Linked DNA regions of Mus musculus: region 1 is linked to region 2. The links are chromatin contacts, called in public Hi-C maps. All regions are on one chromosome and are shown on one strand. Each heading gives the region's core, a stretch centred on a gene start, on an enhancer-like site or on the middle of the called end of the contact. The rest is flanking DNA. Distances are from core to core; before and after follow the strand shown. Region 1 has its middle 32 kb from the start of Gm34797. Region 2 holds the start of Mark1 (MAP/microtubule affinity regulating kinase 1).

Region 1 (2,700 bases), core at 112-2,611, 150 kb after region 2:
AGCTCATTTCCTTGGGAAGTTCAAAAGTTCAGGCACGAATATTCAACTAGTTTCTGGGGCTGACTTTCTATGTGTCCTATGAGTCAGCTTCTGTGTTGATTCCTTTCTCTGATTCTCTTTCTCTACAGCCCTAAAATAGTGCTACCTGCTCTGGAAACATCTTTCTTGTGATGCAGGAATATTGGTTGTCTTTGAGAACAATGGCTGCTGTCTCCACTTAAACAGCTAGGGGCCTGGAAAGAAAAACCACTTGAAGGCCACAGAAGCCAGTGGCCTTCAGGGTCTTGTCTTGCAAATTTAAAGAATGAAATTCACAGACCACAGAGGGTGAGTTTTAGAAAGAAGTTTATTATGGATTTCTAAGTGGAGAAGGGAAGGAGGGAGAGAAAGAGAGGAAGAGAGGGAGGGAGGGAGGGAGGGAGGGAGGGAGGGAGGGGAGGGAAGATACAGAGATCCTACTGCAGCAGGAGGGGTCAGTCTGGGTGTATTGTAAGGGACTGACTTATGGAAGAGACTGGAATAAAGTTGTAGAGTAGGTGAGCTCACAACTCCAGTCACCGCCCTCTGTCTCCCTCCAATCTCTGGGCAGAGCTGTTCACCTAGGAGATAAGGGGAGGAGGAATAAGGTCTAGAGCTCTCTGGCATGTGTGGCCTCTAGCACGGATGCTCTCAGAACTGTCATTTGGGGTTCCTGTCCTTCCTTGCTGGTTTTTATCTGGGGAATACAGTAAACATTTCTTATTCAGAACTATTAAGAAATGTCCAGATATTCATGGTCATTCAACTGGTATGGATTTCTGCCCTACCCTGTGCCAACAAAATAAGCAGTGACAATTGGTTTAGGCCTTAATCCAGCTCCCACCCTCAGAGCAAGAGCCCCATCTGGACCATAAGGGATAAGATGGAAAAGAAACCGATCCCAAAGGAGAACAGGGGCTCTTGACAAAAGCAGGACTGGGGACCAGGGAGGCAAGCAGCAAATATTCAGCTTTGGCCATTAGTGCTTCCTCTGCCCAGATGACACGCAACGTGGCAATCCCACTGGGCTCGCCACAGCCCACTAACATCTCTGCTTCTCTTTCATCTTTGTGTTGACTGATGCTGACATGTATTCAGTGGGTTCTGATCCTACCCAATGTCGTGAAAGAATATAAACGTTCTCGCTTTAAGACACAGTGTAAGACATACATATTCAGTCACCAGATTCCATTAGACAGAGCATCCTGGCAATACCAGAGACTGACAGAAATAAGTATTACGGTTCCCAAATGTATTGACCATGTAAACTGAAGCACAGATGGTTTTAATAGTCTATCCCGATATAGAAAGAAGGATGATGGGTGGTGGAGACAGGAATACGCCACCCCAAAATAGGCTCCTCGGCATATGGCCTATTCTGTGCTGAAGGCAGTTGAGGAATAGCAGACCCAGGGAAAGCACTGGAAATAGATGTAAGTTTCCCTTTTTAAGGACATCTCCACTTAGAAAAGCAATTCCTACTTGTAAAGGTGGCACACTCTCCTGTACCCAGAGGAAAGGATGAAAGCGGTCACTCACCATGAGAGAAAGCACCATATCTGCAGGCTGCGGCTTACCAGACTGCCCTGCCCACCATCCAGTTCTTAGGTATTTTCTCAGAAGTCCCTTTCCCATCAGGATTAAAATCTCCCTTTCCTGATCAAGCCTAAGATTTCACGTGTAAACGCCTGGTTCTGGCTGCTTCCTGAGCTACGGCTTCCTCTGTGGGTGACGATGTAGATAGATGCACGTGATTCAAACTGATTTCGGTTTTCGGTTGCTCCTCTGCCTTGTACTGGTTTTACTCACGGGCCCCAGCCATTGACCCGAGGAACATAGAAAGCCTCCATCCTGCCATGCTAAAAATCAAATTTGAGGGTGCTATAAGCTCAGTTACTTTTAAAGGATTAAGTTTCTTAGCCACTGAACAATTAATCCCTTTGAAACTCCTTCTTTTCAATCTAGAGAGGCCGCCTTTCAGTGTATGAGTCATGGTGAACTAAACTGTCAAGAGATGGGTTTCTTTTGTGACAGATGTGTGGGACAGATCTAGGCTAGAGCTAAAGGGAAGGGGACCAAACTGAACAGATCCCACGTGTCAGATTTCTATCAAGAGCCAGATCTGGGTAAATAACATTAAAATGACACAAAATGAAGTTATTGTCCTCAAACAGCAGTCTAGAAAGAAAAAAACCCACGAGCAATATACACGGAAACAGACGGGTTAATGAATGTCCCTAAGGTGGTAATGATGACGCTGACTGAGAGCCACTCCAATGCTTCACACTCGTCTCTCAATACCCACTGGAGAACGGGCTCTGCAGTGGCCCTGGTCAGCAGGTCCCTGTTAGCGCCTTCCTGTTGCCACCTCTTCCCCTTTCTGTTTCTCTGCCTGTTAAATCTTGGCTCTTTCCCACTGCTTTCCCTGCTGTTGCAGCCCTGTGAACCGGAAAAAGGTTCACTGAATAATTTAAAGGCAGCAGCATCAGACTTCCAGAAGCAATGCTCTGGTTTTAAGACAACATGGTCACCAGAGCATTTGCGTGCGTGTTCCAGACAGACACACGGCGATGTGTGTTGTTAGGTTGCTAGTTGGCAGGATTAGGATTAGAGACTATTGGTGTTGGACTCCCTCCCCACTACCCTCTAACCAATAACTTGTAAAACTAAGGCTGGAACTAC
Region 2 (2,700 bases), core at 40-2,539:
TGTCTCTCCTCCCCTATCTTTTGTCTCAGAACACCAAAGCACTTGAGTATTTTTACTTTACAATCCCTATGAAGTCACTGGTACATTAAGCACTGGAGGACCGATGAGGGGCGTAGACACCCAGAGAGCTCTCTGGTCGGCCACGCAAAGCCTAGAACCCCCTAGTTCCTTAAAACTTGTCAGCAATCAGGCCAGACCCTCTGGAGCCTCCGGGCCCCTTGGCAGGTCGCGGAGAATTTTAAAAACAACAGTGACAGAAAGCCACCTTTCCTGCAAAGGAACCTGCACACACATATAAACACAATCGTCCGTCTCAGAAGATGAAATTACAATTGGCCTTTCTCTTGGTTTTGTTAGACTTCAAATACGGCGAGTGAACATCTCAATCTTGATTTAAAAACAAAAAAAAAAAAAAAAAAAAATTAAACCAAACCAAACTAAACAAAGAAGCTCCTGAGGGCAATTTGATCAGACACAGAAAAATCCTGCCTTCAAAGAAATGTGCCTTGTGACACTCTGAGGAGAAGTACTTAAAACCTGTCCCTGAGTCACGAACACTGGATTGAGGAAGAGAAGAAGACAGCTGGCTTCTTGGGGTTCTTAAATCTTTTCTTTCTCACCTTGGGGCTACAGAAGCTGTAAGTGAAATCTTCCACTCTTCACTGAGAGTATTGCAGTGACATAAAGTCACACACACACACACACCCCTCTACTTCACTGCCCTCTTTATCCCTAAGGTGCCCGTGCCCCCCCCCACCCCCCAATGTGGACCTGATGTTACAAAAAGCAAAGTCATGGGGCAATGCGGGGGTGGGGTGGGGTGTATGTTTGCAAAGGACTCAAAAAAATCCAGAAAAGCAAAGGGCTGAAAGATCCCAGGACAGCCGAGGTGTAAGAGGTTCGGCTGGCTCGTGGGCTGCAGCCAAGCAAGCATCCATTCACTCGAGTGGGGGGCTGGGGGCGCGACCAGAATGTTGGGGTGCTCACGAAGCCACTCTGGACGCCCACCCTCTGCCCTCCATCACCCTCCGCATCCCCTCAGGCAGGACCCCCTCCGAGCAGAGGGCCGCCCCGGGGCTCCCCGCGTAGGGACGGGAAGGACGGGGAAGGGGGTCAGGCCGGGCTCGCCCAGGTAGCCGCGCCGGAGGCTCGGGAGACTCACGTTCTCCGTGTCCCGCTCGTTCACCGTGGGCAATGGCGTCCGCGCCGACATCTTGCGCGGGCAGCGGGGTCGAGCGGGGGGTCCGGCGGGTCGCGGGCCGCGGAGGGCTTCGGCGAGGGCGGGCGCGCGCGAGCAGGCCGCGCCGGGGAGCGCGCGGCTCCCGCAGGCCGCGGGGCGGGAAGGCGGGCGAGGACGCGGGGACCGAGCCGCGGGGACGCCGGTCGGGCGCGGAGGGCCGCGGCGGGCTGAGTGGAGAGCGGGCGCCCCGGAGCTGCCTCAGCGCGGCGCCCGGCGAGCGCGGCCCTGACAGCGCCTCCCGCACGCCGCCTCAGGTGAGCGCCGCCGCCGCCGCCGCCGTCGCCGCCGCCGCTGCCGCATCCGCGCCGGGCCCCGCGGCCCCGAGCCCGCGCGCCGCTCCGCGCCGTCCCCGCCGCGATCAGCCGGAGCCCTCGGCGGCCGGAGCCGGTGCGCGCGGAGCGGCGGGCGCGGCACGGCACGCAGCGCCCCGAGGCTCTTGGCGGCCGCCGCCGGGTGGGCGGGCGCCAGCCGAGGGGCCTCTCCATTCATTCCCTCATTAGGGATGCGGGGCCGCCTCCGCCCGCCGGGCCGGATTTCATTAGTGACTCGCCCCACCCGCGGATCAGCCTGTCCCCTCAGAACCTCCGGCGGGCGTCCTGCGATTTGATGTTGATTCTTGTGTGGCTTTTAAACCGGCACTGGGGACACATGGGGTTCGTGCGAATAGAGAACGATCCCCCTCCTTCCTCCTTTTTTATGTATTTTTTTATTTGTTTCACTGGAGGGAGCATTGGGTACCATCCATCCTACTCTCCACTTGGCCCATCCTTAAATTCTCCTCTGGTTTAATTCCTGGTTTTCTTCGAGCCTTCCTTCAGCATCCTTCTGCCCTGAGGTGTTGTTCAGGGGCAGGCGTGGACAAAAGGCACAAAAGCCTCATGAAAGGAGCTGGCCCAGAAAGCATGTGGAAGAGGGCTCCCCGCACCCCACAGCATCCCTGGAGTGGGTGAGACTTGATGTCTACAGTGGCTGATCGTCACTTCCTGGGATACAAGGAAGTGTCACTTAGGCTACTTATTCAGAGAGAGTAAGAAGGCTGTCTCTGTGGTCTGTCTGGAACTCTTCCTTCCAAAAGGCTGCTTTGCCTTTCCCTCCACCTGCCACTCCAGGTCCTGGGCATATTTGTCCCCATGCAATGTTGTCATTCTTACTCTGATATTTTGCACACTTGGCCTCTAGGATAAAACTTTACCATCTCCCTATTCCTTTTCTTTCTTCAACCTCAAATGGGAATCTTGGGATGATGGGAAACTCCTCTTTCCCAAATGCATCCATTTGAGGAAGAATTCCTGTGCCAGATGGTTTTTATCCTGACTCATTAAAAGTTGTTTCTGAAAACTTAACACTTGACCCTTAAAACATGGGCCAGAAGAACCTAAAAATAGCAAACCCATATCTTGAGGGAATACACACACACACACACACACACACACACACACACACACACACACCGTATGTAG

What was found. Hi-C and Micro-C count contacts between places; a contact is called where the count stands out from the background.
Region 1: a contact with region 2 is called in a Hi-C map of forebrain, with 3 times the contacts expected there. The contact joins the enhancer-like site here to the promoter of Mark1 in region 2. A contact is called at or near these places in 6 of 39 promoter capture datasets (the 3T3-L1 cell line, the HPC-7 cell line, embryonic stem cells and 2 more), 6 of 484 Hi-C or Micro-C datasets (cerebral cortex, cortical neurons, embryonic fibroblasts and 2 more) and 7 of 115 datasets of contacts at active chromatin or transcription factors (embryonic forebrain, embryonic hindbrain, embryonic limb bud and 4 more).

What each region holds. Positions count from the first base shown.
Region 1 is chr1:185,149,235-185,151,934 of GRCm38.p6, forward strand. No RefSeq gene overlaps it. Among named protein-coding and RNA genes, the nearest start is that of Gm34797, 32 kb to the left of the region's middle. Within about 2 kb of position 1,362, at least 17 of the 459 cell types and tissues checked have an H3K27ac peak or open chromatin away from gene starts, as enhancers often do. A contact at or near this core is called in cerebral cortex, cortical neurons and forebrain, where this site is marked.
Region 2 is chr1:184,998,260-185,000,959 of GRCm38.p6, forward strand. Mark1 (MAP/microtubule affinity regulating kinase 1) reads right to left here and starts at 1,290. Exons shown (of 18, transcript NM_145515.2): 1 at 1,163-1,290. The coding sequence starts at 1,213. It overlaps Gm39728 (a long non-coding RNA gene), which reads left to right and starts at 1,307. Exons shown (of 5, transcript XR_865821.3): 1 at 1,307-1,494.